2 separate regions of the Hordeum vulgare genome follow, and region 2 is linked to region 1. The links are chromatin contacts, called in public Hi-C maps. All regions are on one chromosome and are shown on one strand. Each heading gives the region's core, a stretch centred on a gene start, on an enhancer-like site or on the middle of the called end of the contact. The rest is flanking DNA. Distances are from core to core; before and after follow the strand shown. Region 1 holds the start of LOC123437999 (carotene epsilon-monooxygenase, chloroplastic). Region 2 holds the start of LOC123438165.

Region 1 (7,203 bases), core at 1,722-4,221:
ACGTCAACCAGAGGTCCAAAATTAGAAATGTAACATGACGAAAGAACCTACCTGCCAGTATGGTAAAAGATCTGTAGAACGAGCCTCTGCTTCTTTCAGTGCGGTGTAAACAGCATCAATAACAGGACTATCTGATGTGAGGGAATCAAAGTTGTAGTTGAACAAAGACAAACCAATCACATCTAGTGTCATTTGAGAAAATCTCGCTTCCATATTAACAGGTTCACCGCTCAAAGCATATGTCTCGAGCTTTTCCACCAATCTCTCAGCACATTTACAAAACACTTTATCAACCATTACTGAGAGAAATCTTTTGTGTAGAGATGGTACAACTGCTCTACGTCTCACCTAAAATAGCAGATTAATAGTAAGTTAAAGAGAGGATTAATAGATGAACAAAAGGGCATGAAAACTCAAAATCAAATTCATGTGAATTAGAGGCAGGAAGCTTTCGAATTGCACAAGCATCACTCCTTACTAGAAAATAGGAATTGGTGAGTGTCCCCCGAGTTCCAATTTCCGAAGAAGTCTAATAAAGTAATAGGGTGTATTTCACAAATACAAGGAAGCGAAACTGAGGGTCGTGGTCTGGTTATCAAGAGATCTACTCTAGTTCTGAGTCTTATTCTACACACACTAAGTAAACTTTAATCGAAGTATAGATTGTCATCTTTGTATTTTGACCATGATGTCCAGTCCAGCACCTATAGTTTGTTAAGTCATATTGGAAGGAGCTACACCGACACCATGTACCAGATAGTATATCAGCAAGTAAGGTGTATAACTGTTGTCTTAAGTCAAACTTGTGTAAGGTTGGCCAAGTTTATACTAGAAAAAACTGTTACAACTACAATACCAAGCCAAAACCATTTGATCCATTATAAAATGGGCTGTGCTACGCGTCGGCCGGCGCATCTTTTTAAAAGATCCGCCGGTCTACGAGCTGTCTGATCTGACCCTATCTCCGGGTCAGGCGTTATTGCCTTTTTGCAACAGAAGACGTGTTGCGAGAACCTTTTTGCAACACATGTCTTGTTGCAGAAATATTTGTAACAAATGTTTTCTTGCAGATTTTTTTGCAACCTAGGTCTTGTTGCAGAATATTTTTGAGATTTTTTTTAAATAGATCTCTTGTTGCAGTTTTTTATTGCAACAGATGTCTTGTTACAGAAAGCCAATGTGTTGCATTCCTTGCGGTCATGGCCTCGAGCAGAAGCTCGGTCTTGTTGGGGAAGGGAGAAGGGGAGTTGCGTATGCAATGATGGATTGATGGTGGTGGTGGAGGTGATGCAACATGGGGCAGGAGCGGCATGGATCGGCAACGACGGCTGGAGCGGAGATCCGGCATGCGCGCTCGAGCGGCCACGGCCACTGGCCGCAAGTGGACACACGGAGACGGGGAGTGGCGACCTCACCGGCGTGCTTGTCGGCAGCCTCGTCCGTGTGCTGCCGGCGGCGAGCAGCAGTGGCGGCGGTCGGAGCAGCACATGGAGGTGTCAGCTTAACGGGGAGCTCGGGAGAGCACGAGAGGATCCAGATCCAGATCCCGCAACACATTACTTGTTGCGGTGGGGGGATTGCAACAACGGCTCAGTTGCGAAAATTAGTCTAGTTAATACATTGCTTCCGAGCCATCTGATTAAAATTGATCTGAAGGTCACGAAGCCGGCAGACGCAGACGTGGTTATCAGTCGGGTGATTTGAATCATTTCCCTTATGAAATAGGGTCGCGATAACGCCCACATGTGTGGGCATTAAGGGGTCTTGCCACACGTCTCGTGTGGTATCTAAGAAAACCAGCCCACACGCCTACGTGTGGGCCAAACAGATAATGCCCACACGTCCAGCCTCCTGTCTCGCGGTCCCGCCTAGACGCCTACGAGTGGGCAAAATAGGTAACGCCCACAAGCCCGGTCTCCTACCCCACGGTCCCGCACGCCCGCGTGACTGTCAACAGTTGCCATGGTTGCTGAACTGCAGTTGTCATGATTGTCCAGCTGCAATCGCCATGTCTGAACAAACTGCAGTTGCCATCTCAGGTCAAGTGCAGTTGTCATTTATGGACAACTGTAGCTGTTGCCATGTATGGCCTGGTCTACTACAGTTGCCATGATTTGAAAAACTTTAAGAGTTGTCACCTACTAACACTAGACAGTTGCCATATAACACTTGAAAGACAAGGCAAAAATAATATCATGGAGTTGCCATATGCTTCTAAGCACACTAGGCAATTGCCACAAAAACACTACAAAAAAGACATGGCAAAAATAACATATTCGGGTAAGAGAGAGAGTTGCCATCTGCTTACAAGCATAGTAGGCAGTTGCCATGTATCACTACCAAAAAAAAAAATGATAACTGATAGTTTGGGATGTGGGAGAGGAGACGCTAATAACATTTGAGAGATAGAGAGAGAGAGCACACCGTCCAGAGCGCTCCCTCGGCGATGGCGAACCCAGAGCCAAAGAGGAACTCGGAGACCTCGGCGACGAGCCCCTTCTCGTACCGCGTGCCGTACCCGCGGAGGACGTGCTTGGCCACGGCGGGGTCGCTGACGATGACGAAGTCGCGCGGCCCCGCGGCGAGGCGGTAGACGGGCCCTTCCTCGCGGAACCACTTGAAGAGCGGGAGGAAGAGCGCGCCCCCGAGGAGGTCCTGCACGTCGTCGAGCTTGGCGGAGGCGACGGGGATCCCCGAGTCGTCGTTTCCCCGGCCGAGCACCGAGCGGGACAGCGACGTGAGCCAGTCGGGGCTGACCCACGACGTGGTGGGCTTGTCCCCTCCGCCGCCGCTGCTCCTTGGCGGGGGCAGGCGGAGGCTAGCGTGCCGAGGGGACGGTCGTGGGGCCCATGGAGGAGGAGGAGACGCGAGCGCGGAGGCGAATGCCGCGGCGGGCATCGCGCCGGCCGCCGCGGAGTTATGTCAATTTGGGTCGGGTTTGGGTGAGAGCAGTAGTGGGGGTGTGTGACAGAGAGAAGGGAGAAGAGGAAGAGGATGAGGTTTTATTATTATTGTTATTTTGAGGGAGAGCGCTGCGTGAGAGTGAGACCGTGAGAGCATCTCCAACGGCCCGTCAAATTCCACGCAGCATGCTCCACATCTTCAAATATTATAGCCTCTCAAAAATAAGTACTCCTCGGTAAACTAATATAAAAACATTTAAATTATTATTTTATTTATTTAAGCACTCTTATAATTAGTTTACGGAGGAAGTACATCCTATTCTTAATTCTTAGCGTAGTTTTCTGTAAAGCTAGAGTATTATGTTAGTTTTTCTTTCAAATAAATGTTATGTTGGTTTGATGATGCATTTTATGAGTGATTTTTACGTGCCAGAAATGATGCCACAGTGCTTTAAAAACCGCGGTTTAGACTACCTTGGATAATAACGCTGCTCCAATGGGTGATGCATATGCATATGGTGATGAGAAAAATTATGCAGCACAAAAAATGAAACCTCGATAAAATGCATCATCAGATGCAAAAACTACTTTTTCGATACATGGCACCGTAGAATCGAAGCGAAAACTGTGTTTTTCAGATCGAGAGAAGCTTTTTACCACGCCTCCCAAAAATATTTATGGGTCCAACGCGTTTGCGGGTTCTGATCGTTGCTACTTTTTCGTGCGGACACATATTTAGACGGTTATTTTACGGGTCGGGGCATTATACTGGTTCTGCTAGATATGCTCTAATTAGGGAGCAACTATCTAGCATTTCTTCGGGAGCCTTTCAAGGTTTCTTTCACGCACAACCACTTGGCGCGTTCTCAGTCGTCGTCACGTGCGCGTTCTTAGTCGTCGTCACGATTTCACGTTTAGGACGTTTCCTCTAGATTTTTTTTCGCACATATTTTTAGCCCTTTAAATGATTTTTCATTTTTTTGTGTTTTGTTTTTTCAACTGTCTTTCTTACCTTTTGGTCGGAAAAAATCAAAACAAAAAATGCATGAAAAAACATGTTTTCCTTTTTCATTGGTGCGAGGAACAGTTTTTTCTAGATTTGAAGCTATCATTGTATTTCAAGTACTTTTCACATAATTTTTTATTAATTGGCCATGGAATATTTTAGTAATTAACCACGACAAATTTAGTTAATGGATCATGGCAACTTTTAGTAATTCATCATGGCAAATTACATTCATGTATCATGCTAATTTTAGTATTTTGACCATGGCAATTCTAGTATTTTAAACATAGAAAATATTTTTTGTAAGAACCATAACACATTTTAAGGCACGTATCATGATAAATTTAAGTAATTCATCATGAAAATTTTAGTTTATGGTTCATGTCAAATTTGAGCCATTAGACATGCATTTTTAAAGTAATTAATGGCATAATTCTTTTTTACTTGTGAATCATGTCAAAATTATTTCATGGATCATGAAAAATGTAGTTTCTTAATTCCCTTTTTTATAACATGTCAAAAATTACCTTAAACGTGGAAGAAAAATAGTTGAAATATATCGTGACAATTTGGGTGTAATCATGATGGCAATTTATGTGTAATAGACATGATAATTTTTAACCAAGAAAGGTCATCGTAACATATAAATATAAGATCTAGTTTCGAAGATCCCGTCGCGGCAGATTTAATGGTGAAAACGATTTCTCAATCGGATTTTTTATTTAAAAGATAAAACATTCTTAAAACTAAAAAGACAAAAAATTCTGCTCACATCATCAGTTTCATTACTTGTGCATGTATGTAGTGACATGACCCAATGTGTGACCATAGGGCGTGTGGCCAGGTGTTATTCCCAGCACACGTGTGGTGGTTATCGATGCCCAAAAAATGTGCTTTGTGTTTTTTTCCTTTCTCGAGAGACATTGTTTTGTTTCTATGAGAGGTACGGATTTGCTTCCGCAAGAGGCACCGCGAGAAGCACATGTTGGAAATATTCCCTAGAGACAATAGTAAAGTGGTTATTATTATATTTCCTAGTTCATGGTAATTGTCTATTATTCATGATAATTGCATTAACCGGAAACCGTAATACATATGTGAATATATAGATCACAATGTGTCCCTAGTGAGCCTCCAGTTGGCTAGCTCGTTGATCAATAGATGATCATGGTTTCTTGATCATGGACATTGGATGTCATTGATAACGGGACCACATCATTGGGGAATGAAGTGATGGACAAGACTCAATCCTAAGCATAGCACTAGATCATGTTGTTCGTCTGCTAAAGCTTTTCTAATGTCAAGTATCATTTCCTTAGACCATGAGATTGTGCAACTCTCGGATACCGTAGGAGTGCTTTGGGTGTATCAAACATCACAACGTAACTAGGTCGTTATAAAGGTGCACTACAGATATCTCCGAAAGTATCTGTTGGGTTATACGAATCGAGACTGGGATTTGTCACTCCGTGTGACGGAGAGGTATCTCTGGGCCCACTCGGTAATCCATCATCACATTGAGCTCAGTGTGACTAAGGAGTTAGCCACGAGATGATGTGTTACGGAACGAGTAAAGGGACTTGCCGGTAACGAGACTGAACAAGGTATAGGAATACCGACGATCGAATCCCGGGCAAGTATCATACCGGTAGATAAAGGGAATTGCATACGGGATTGCTTGAATCCTCGACATTGTGGTTCACCCGATGAGATCATCGTGGAACATGTGGGAACCAACATGGATATCCAGACCCCGTTGTTGGTTATTTACCGGAGAGGTGTCTCGGTCATGTCTGCATATCTCCCGAACCCGTAGGGTCTACACACTTAAGGTTCGATGACGCTAGGGTTATAGGGGAATAGTGTACGTGGTTACCGAAGGTTGTTCGGTATCCCGGATGAGATCCAGGACATCACGAAGAGTTCCGAAATGGTCCGGAGGTAAATAATTATATATAGGAAGTGAGGTTTTTGTCACTGAAATTGTTTCGGGCGACACCGGTAATGTTCCGGGGGTCCACCGGAAGGGTTCCGAGGGTCCACCGGCAAGGGCCACCAGCCCCAAGTTATTACATGGGCTAAGAGTGGGTGGGAACCAGCCCATATGTGGGCTGGTGCGCCTCCACAACCAGCCCAAGGCGCACAAGGGGTGGAGAGAGGGGAAACCCTAGGCGTGGGAGGCCACCTTGGGCCTCAAAGGCCCACCCTAGGGCCCTCCACCCTTGGCTGCCGCCCTCCTTGGCTTCTAGGGCTGCCGCACCCTTTAGGGTGGGAAACCCTAAAGGGTGGGCACCTCCTCCCTCTCCTCCTATATATATTGAGGACTTTTGGGCAGATTTGAGACAACAATTGCCTCTCTCTCGGTGCAACCCTACTCCTTCTCCTCGTCCTCCGTACTGCTTGGCGAAGCCCTGTCGGAGTTAACACGCAGCTCCACCATCATCATGCCGTCGTGCTGCCGGAGCTCTCCCTCAACCTCTCCTCCCTCCTTGCTGGATCAAGGTGTTGGAGACATCACCAGTCTGCACGTGCGTTGAACACGGAGGCACCAACATTCGGTGCATAGATCGGATTTCACCGCGATCTGAATCGCTGCGAGTACGACTTCATCAACCGCGTTCTAGCAACGCTTCCGCTTAGCGATCTTCAAAGGTATGAAGATGCTCTACAACCTCTCTCGTTGCTGATTTCTTCATAGATAGATCCTTGTGTGGCGTAGGTTTTTTTTTTGAAATTACTACGTTCCCCAACAGCACGGACGTACCTCTTGAAAACGAAAACAAACACGTTTTTTTCATAAGAGGCATGACTGTTCTTTTCGGAAACGGAATAAAACATGTTTTCTATTTATTTTTCTTTTGCGAGAGACACGGGTTTTTCGTCTATTTTTTTTCATGAAAAAAATCATCAAAACCTATCAACATGAGATCTATTTTTAAAGATCTCGATGCGAAAAATTCAACGATAAAAACGGATCGAGATTTGAACGCACGGTTTGAGAGATAAAACATTTTGAAATAATAAATCTACGAAAGAAATGAAAAACTCTCACGTTGCACCAAGTGACACAAATGAATTGCGCCAATTATGAGCACATAGGAGTGACCTTTGAAAGAAGTACTCATCAATTAGTGATTTTAGGCTAACAAGCTAGCGCGCACATCCTCCCCCCCCCCTCCATGCACGCCCTATTGGGCCACTCCATGAGACAACGAGAACACCCCTCCTATATTTTTTGCATTTTTTCCTTTTTGCTTTAGGTTTTTTCCTCGTTTTATTTTTCCTTCCTTAAAA
Region 2 (7,203 bases), core at 1,321-3,820, 770 kb before region 1:
TACACATGTATCCTGACTGCAGTTTAGTAAGGTAATGATCTTCCCTGGAACAATAAACCTTGACTATATTGGTCATAATGTTGCCTTTGTTGCATGCTGCAGAAACCATCTTGGAGCTCTGTTGCTGTCGAGTGGAGATTGGACTGCTTCTCACAAAGCAGTAAGGGTTACTTCGTTGTCCCATGGGCACACATCCAATAGTGGTCTAAGGTCTCCGCATCAAATTCAAGCATGTGCAACAATGTCTTGCTATTCTACCTGCACTTCTTATCCAAAGTTCTCATTCCCAACATGTGAAGACCAGTACCTAAGTCAATACAATGCAATATGCAACCTGCAAAGGTATGTTTTTTTCCAACCTATGGCATTGACAACATCATACTTTTTTGACTTTGGTCGGCAAACTAAGCATGGAACTTCATTTGAAGGTTGGTCCATCAAGAACCATGGAACCAAGATGCACGCTACTTGCTTGTGCTTGCTATTTTCCAAAAAGCACGTGAAGAGAAGTACCCCAAACATATTTGTACCACTTTGAAGAGGCTGGTTTTACAAATTATGTCCAGCAGTAGCAATTCACAAGAGCATAAACACAGCCTTTATGAGAAGTACTTGCTACTTCTTTTGTTTTCAGAGGTTAGTTTGCAATCTGATGACCATGGAAACGGCATTGCTCAAGTTACAGATGCTCTAGGAGTTGCTCCTCCTAGTGTGGATACTTTCTTTGCACACTTGCAACTGTGTCGGGCTTATGTGGTGCAAGGCGATCTTTCGAACTCCAGGAAGGAATACATGAAATGCTTGCAGAACCGCACGAATACTGAGGTTGGCTGGGTAATGCTCAAGCAACTTGAATCTCTATGTTCAGTGAACCGTGGCTCTGATGAAATAGAGATAAATCTCAAAGAATGCATTGAAAGGAACGGTAGCAACCCATCAAAATGGGCATCTCTTTTTAACCTAGCATGTGCTCAGTGTTTTATGCGGGATGAGGACTTTGCAAGTGCTGAAAAAGCTCTTGCACAGGCATGTGCTGAAAAGGATGCTGATAGCTGTGTCTTATTCCTGAATGGTAAGCCAGTTTGTTGTTTTTCTCTGTTTTTTGGTTAGCTTATTTAATTGTCAGTTTTCCCTGAAACTTTTTTGGTTACTTCTTATATGGAGTTGAATTCTGTGCTCGATTGTTCTGTTACCTCCAAACTCCAGTAGACATCATGATCACAGTATCCTGCAATCCGCTTAAGAAACTTAGAAAGAAGAATCTTCTTGTGTGAGTTACTTGCTTATCACCTGGTTTGCTGGCAGTGAGCATTCACAGTAACACTGCGGGTGACTTGTTTATCACCTGGTTTCCTGATCATGATCATTCACAGTAGCATTGCGGCCCTAGCTTAACATTGTCCATAACATAACACCAGCTGATGGGTTCTGCTTCTTCACATCTATGTGCTACAGTAACCAAGTACTCCCTCTGTCCCATAATATAAGAGCCACTCTTATATTATGGGACGGAGGGAGTAGATGCTTAGGTATCACATTTCTTTGCTAGTTAGTCCAGGAGGTAGAATCTGCACATCCTGTTCAACCATTCAGTTTTTTACCTCTGTTCACCGCCTGCAAATTTTATGCCGTTTTTTACATCTAAAGGGGTGATAGCAAGTGAGACTAACATTAGTTAGATGAGTTTGCTTCTTTCTATGTTCCCACCGTATACTGAATCAAAAATCACCCTGGCAGGAGCTATGCATATGGAGATTGCCCGGAGGTATGCGGCTCCTCAGTATATAACCCGCGCAGCTTCGAGCCTCAGAAAGGCGCAGCAGAAGTCTCAAGCTGCCGTACCCATCGTGTCACTCCTGCTGGCCCAAGCAGAAGGCAGCCTCGGCTCCAAAGCCAAGTGGGAGAAGAACCTTCGCCTCGAGTGGTTCTCTTGGCCCCCAGGTCTTAACCGAAACTGAAGCTCAGAGCTTCAAAGAGCACTGCTCAGATAAAACGTTCATTTCATTTTTATCTGATCGTTTCCTGGTTTCGATTCGCGCAGAACTGCGGCCTGCCGAGCTCTACTTCCAAATGCATCTTCTGGCGAGCCAGTCGACTGCAGCGGTGGCAGGTCCTCAGCAGAAGAAGCAGCAGCAGTTGGTGGAGACGATGCAGAGTCCCGGGGCGTGGCTTCTGAGGGCGATACACCAGAACCCGTCGTGCTCCCGGTACTGGAAGGCCTTGCTGCAGCTTGTGTACGTGTAGCCTCGGTCTTGTAGCTGAGACGGACGTAGCAGAATCAGTTTAACGGAGTTGTAGCGTAATTTGTGTCGTGTAGACCTCTTTGCTATGAGCCCATGAGGTGCTCTGGCGAAGTGTATTTGTTGTTGTAAACATAGTTTCTTTCTAACATTTCCCTCTAGTGGTAGGAGCTGGGAGTTGAGACTGCATGCAAGGAAAGAAAAAAAGAAGCGTCAGAGTCTTCTTATCCCAGCTCAAGCAGCATACTGCATGCATCAGTGGGGTAATCTACTCTTCTTTCTGCTTTCGGGATCGTTTATCATCTGCTCCGGTACAAGTGGAGTGCCTACTTGGTTCTAAACCTCGAATCACCCTGTTTCGAGAAAGTTCCTTGCGCCGAGCACGCACTTTTCGGTGGAGAGCGCAAGTCCGTGAAGGACACGCCGGGAACACGTAGCCCGACCCGAGCCGCGCTGTTCCTCGCAGGCTCCGAGGCCAGTAAGATAATCCGAAGAGCCTCCACACGCGGCGCGCCATGGCGAGCCGAGCACCAGAGCGCGCCACGCACCCCATCCACCCGTCGCCTTAACCTTTCCCCCCGCGCACTGCACCGGGGACACCTCACTCTCTCACCCGCCAACGCTGCCGCCCGCCACCTCGTACCGCAACAGACCGACCGACAGGCCAACGCCGCGACAGCTCTCCGGTCACCGCCGATCGATGTCCGGCGGCGTGGGCCCGACGGCGGGGGGCGGCATCGCGCTGCCGTCGATGGGGCAGCCGCCGCCGCCGCTGCACCCTACGCCCACCTCGCCGACGGCGCGCCCGCACCACCACTACTACCTCTTCTCCATCAAGCAGCTCAACACGCTGGGCGCGGCCGCCGTGCTGGCCTTCTCCACCACCGTGCCGCTCTCGGAGGTCGCCTTCGCCGTCCTGCTCCTCCCCTACCTCCTCCTCCTCGCGTCCCTCGCCTTCCCGCAGCGCCCCGGGAAGCCCGACCCGTCCGCGCCCGTCTTCCTCGGCCCCGCGCGCCTCCTCCTCGCCGCGCACACCGTCGGCGGCTTCCTCGTCGGCGCCGCGCTCCCGGCGCTCTACATCCTCGACGGCCTCCGGTCGGGGGACACCACGGGCATCGCCGCCGCCGCCCCGCACGCGTTCCTGCTCTCCGCGCAGGTCTTCACCGAGGGCCTCGCCGCCGCCTTCCCGTGGCGGTTCTCGCTCCCCGTCAGGGCCGCTGTCCCGGTCATGTACAGCGTGCGCAGGATGTTCGCCGCCGGGGAGTGGCTCCGGCAGGAGATGGAGGAGAAGCGCGGCGGCCCCGGCGTGGCGCAGCGGCGCGTGGTGGCCGGGAGGGTGCTCGCGTTGGCCAACATGGCCTTCTGGGGCGCCAACCTCTTCGCCTTCCTGCTGCCCTTCTACCTGCCCAGGGCGCTCCAGAGGTACTACTGCGACGACGGCGTCGACCGCACGGCGCGCACCCACCACGACGGCGACGGCAGTGAAGATAAGAAGGATTCGTAGATAGATGACATGCCGTCTCACAGCGCGTTCCTGTGATGGCTGCGTACGCCGCGTTGCTTGTTTTACTCCAGTAGTTTGTTGCTTTTCTCCCTTGCCCGAATATTTTGGCCATGTAATGTAAAATTTCTCACTAGATGTCAGCGAATGAAACTGGTACCCTGTAGCCTGTACTGCATGCAAATCTTGAATTTGAATGTTCATCTGAAAACTTCCAAATTCGAGTAGAGAGTTCCGAACCCATCATTGTGTTGGGTACCTCTGCCAGAAAAAAAAAGAATTCGACACTGCTGACTGAACTCACATGCATTTCGTCTTCATGTCCATACAACATTACAACGTCGGAATCGAATCATTTTAGCCCATCCCGAACCTGTTGAGCTGCTGCTGCCTGCTGAGTGCTGACTGCTGACCGACTGATGTGGTGGTTCTACCGCAAGGGCCCCTCGGGCTTCGCCGGCGCCTCCACGGCCGAGGAGGTGACCGCCGGCATCGACGGCCGCGGCCTAGTCGCCGTCATCACAGGTACCTCCTTCCACTTTCCGCTTACACGGTGAGCTGTCAGCATGCTGTCCTCGTCGAATCTTGGAAGCGGCTGCAGCCATGGCAGCCTCGTGAGCTGACACCGGCGAGGTCGCTCTCGGCGCAGGTGCGTCGAGAGGCATCGGGCGGGAGACGGCGCGCGTGCTGGCGCTGCGGGGCGTGCGCGTCGTCATGGCCGTCCGCGACGTCTCCGCGGGGGTCAGGGCCAAGGAGGCCATCCAGGCCGAGATCCGCGGCGGCGCGGAGCTGGACGTGCTGCAGCTGGACCTTAGCTCCATGGCCTCCGTGAGGAGATTCGCCGCAGAGTTCGCCTCCCTGAACCTGCCCCTCAACATCCTAATGTAAGAACCAAGAACACATCCTCCACAACAACATCCCATCCAATCCGCCTCTGCCATTTGCATCAAGAATGCTCTAGAACAGAGAACTCGCCAATGGTTGCACGTACCGGGAGCTTAATTTCAATTTCTTGCATCTTCTCGACAGCAACAACGCTGGAGTCATGGCGAGGGACTGCACCCGTTCCTGCGACGGCCTGGAGCTGCACTTTGCGACGAACCACATCGGTACTCACAATCAGCTCGAGCTGTCCACTCGATACTCGTGTGCATTTGTTCCCTCGGAGAAGTTTTTTATATTTCAACCCTGAACTGTCTACAAATGTCTAAGAATTTTAGAGACATTCCAGCGTTGTAATATGGAACCTTCCAATTAGAAAATACAAGCAAAATACATATTCAGCCCATTGTTTGGTCAAAATTTGATAAGAAAATTGTAAGTGTCCAGAAAATAAATAAGAAAACCTGTAAAATCAACGCTACCATGGTGATCAATCTAGGAGAGTTCTAAACCTTTTGCCAAACAGACAAAAACATTCGACCGGAATTCGTATTTAGCAGGTTTGAGGCGAGGGCAGGGTTGAAATTTAACCGGTTTTGGCATTTCAGGGTTGTATTTAGACGGTTTCAAAGTTCAGGGTTAGTTCTTAGACGTTTGTGTCAGTTCGAGCAGTCTGTGGGTTATGTGGTTGATGCTCACAGTGGAGCAGCTTGTTGACTCCAATGGCAGGGCATTTCCTTCTGACGAACCTGTTGCTGGAGAACATGAAGATCACGTGCCGGGACAGCGGCGTCGAAGGAAGGATCGTCAACGTATCATCGGCGGGGCATATCATGACGTACGCCGAAGGGATATGCTTCGACAAAGTGCTTGATCCTTCAGGGTAATCTGTTGTCAGCTAGACAAAGCCGAATGAATGAACCATCTCCAGCCCTCACAAAATTGGGGAAGTAACAGGTTTGCAATGCTTACAGCTTCAACAGTTTCATTGCTTATGGTCAGTCGAAGCTTGCAAACATTCTGCACACAAATGAGCTGTCTCGGATTCTCAAGGTACAACGTTGATTCTTTGCCACCTGAATGAATGCTTGAAGAGAAGAAATTCAAAATAATTTCGTGTACAGGATGAAGGGGTGAACATTTCAGCGAACACGGTACATCCCGGGATCATCGCCACAAGCCTTTTCAGGAACAGGACTATTGTGAGCGGTAACTCTCAGATCACTGGAATTTTTTGGTCTTCCGAGAAATCCAGAGCCGACCATCTTGAACTGATATATACTCCCTCCGTCCCAAAATAAGTGTCGTTGGTCTAGTATAAAATTTGTACTAACTTAGTACAAATTTTGCGACACTTATTATTCTGGGACGGAGGGAGTATAACCTTACTGCATGTATGCCATTGCAGCTCTGATGAATACTGTTGGAAGAATCATAAGCAGGAGCATCGAACAGGTGAACATACTCTCACGGTTTCATAATTCACTGTTGTTTTTGCCTTCTTGGTAGAACATATTATGCATTTCAATGGCTGAAGAGAACATCATGCTACGTTCATTCAGGGTGCTGCAACAACATGTTATGTGGCGATGCACCCTCAAGTCCAGGGGATAACTGGTAAATACTTCGGCAATTGTAATATAGCAAACCCAAGCTCGCAAGCTGTAGATGCAGAGTTGGCCAAGAAGCTGTGGAACTTCAGCTTGCAGGTAGTGTCTTCTTGATATGCCGGTTTCAGATAAATAGATTGTTCCGTGTACACTCTAATTTCTGCTACTTCTACATTCAGTTACTTCAGAGCAAGACAGGAGCATGGCTACTGTCAGTTGTAATTATCAATTTCTCTTGGTATTATTTTTGGTCTAGAAGTCTTGAACCAACCGTCTTGATGGATCCTTTGCTAACACGGAATAAATGCATGTAGTTTGTCCAATCAGAATGCAACAATCTTTACAGTTCTCATCTGTTTATGCACTTCGATAACCTACCTATGCTTCTTAGAGCAACTTCTAGCAGACCCCGTAAAAGAGGTAAATTCATAAAATTTCGGCTGAGTATGCGGGTTCGGCCCATTTTTCCTGATAGAACAGAGCCCGCATACTCGTTCGGTCCGTAAAAGAATTTGCCGCGGCCAGCAAACCGCATGCCCCGACCACTATATCTACGGTTCCGCGGTGTGTTTGCTGGTCGAGACCCTATCCCCGCCGCCGCCCGAGCCATGCAATTCCCCACCCCCCGTCTCCACATTTCTCGCCGCCGGCGACTACCTTCCGCCTCCAACCGCCATGTGGGGCCGCATGTGGAGCTCCGGACGCGGCTCCGGCAGCAGATCCGGTGGCGGCAACGACCCCGAGCACGAGCGACGCGTCCGCTCCGACGCCACGAGGAAGCGCGGGGCGAAGAGATGGACCAACCGCGGCCTCTCGCCAGCGCCGAGCTTCCTCGTCCGGGAGACGGAGGAGTACGACCATCGGCATGGCCGTACGCCGTCCTCGGTCGCAGGCTCGTCCTCGGCGGCGAGAGCTTATCTATGCCGGGAGCTCCTCCTCTTCCGGCGCGGTGAAGAGGCAGTGGTCGGAG

The links. Hi-C and Micro-C count contacts between places; a contact is called where the count stands out from the background.
Region 2: a Hi-C map of seedling shows a contact between it and region 1, with 4 times the contacts expected there. The contact joins the promoter of LOC123438165 here to the promoter of LOC123437999 in region 1. A contact is called at or near these places in 2 of 6 Hi-C or Micro-C datasets (leaf and seedling).

The regions. Positions count from the first base shown.
Region 1 is chr1H:370,848,174-370,855,376 of MorexV3_pseudomolecules_assembly, reverse strand. It overlaps LOC123437999 (carotene epsilon-monooxygenase, chloroplastic), which reads right to left and starts at 2,971. Exons shown (of 12, transcript XR_006629190.1): 1 at 2,425-2,971; 2 at 52-348.
Region 2 is chr1H:371,620,688-371,627,890 of MorexV3_pseudomolecules_assembly, reverse strand. It overlaps LOC123438165, which reads left to right and starts at 2,570. Exons shown (of 1, transcript XM_045115758.1): 1 at 2,570-3,952. The coding sequence starts at 2,941. The coding sequence ends at 3,744. It overlaps LOC123438108 (tetratricopeptide repeat protein SKI3), which reads left to right. Exons shown (of 20, transcript XM_045115754.1): 16 at 1-31; 17 at 103-342; 18 at 429-1,072; 19 at 1,738-1,941; 20 at 2,042-2,472. The coding sequence ends at 2,244. LOC123438134 (short-chain dehydrogenase TIC 32, chloroplastic-like) reads left to right here and starts at 4,086. Exons shown (of 9, transcript XM_045115757.1): 1 at 4,086-4,266; 2 at 4,391-4,625; 3 at 4,771-4,850; 4 at 5,353-5,506; 5 at 5,598-5,676; 6 at 5,748-5,832; 7 at 6,032-6,078; 8 at 6,186-6,332. The coding sequence starts at 4,161.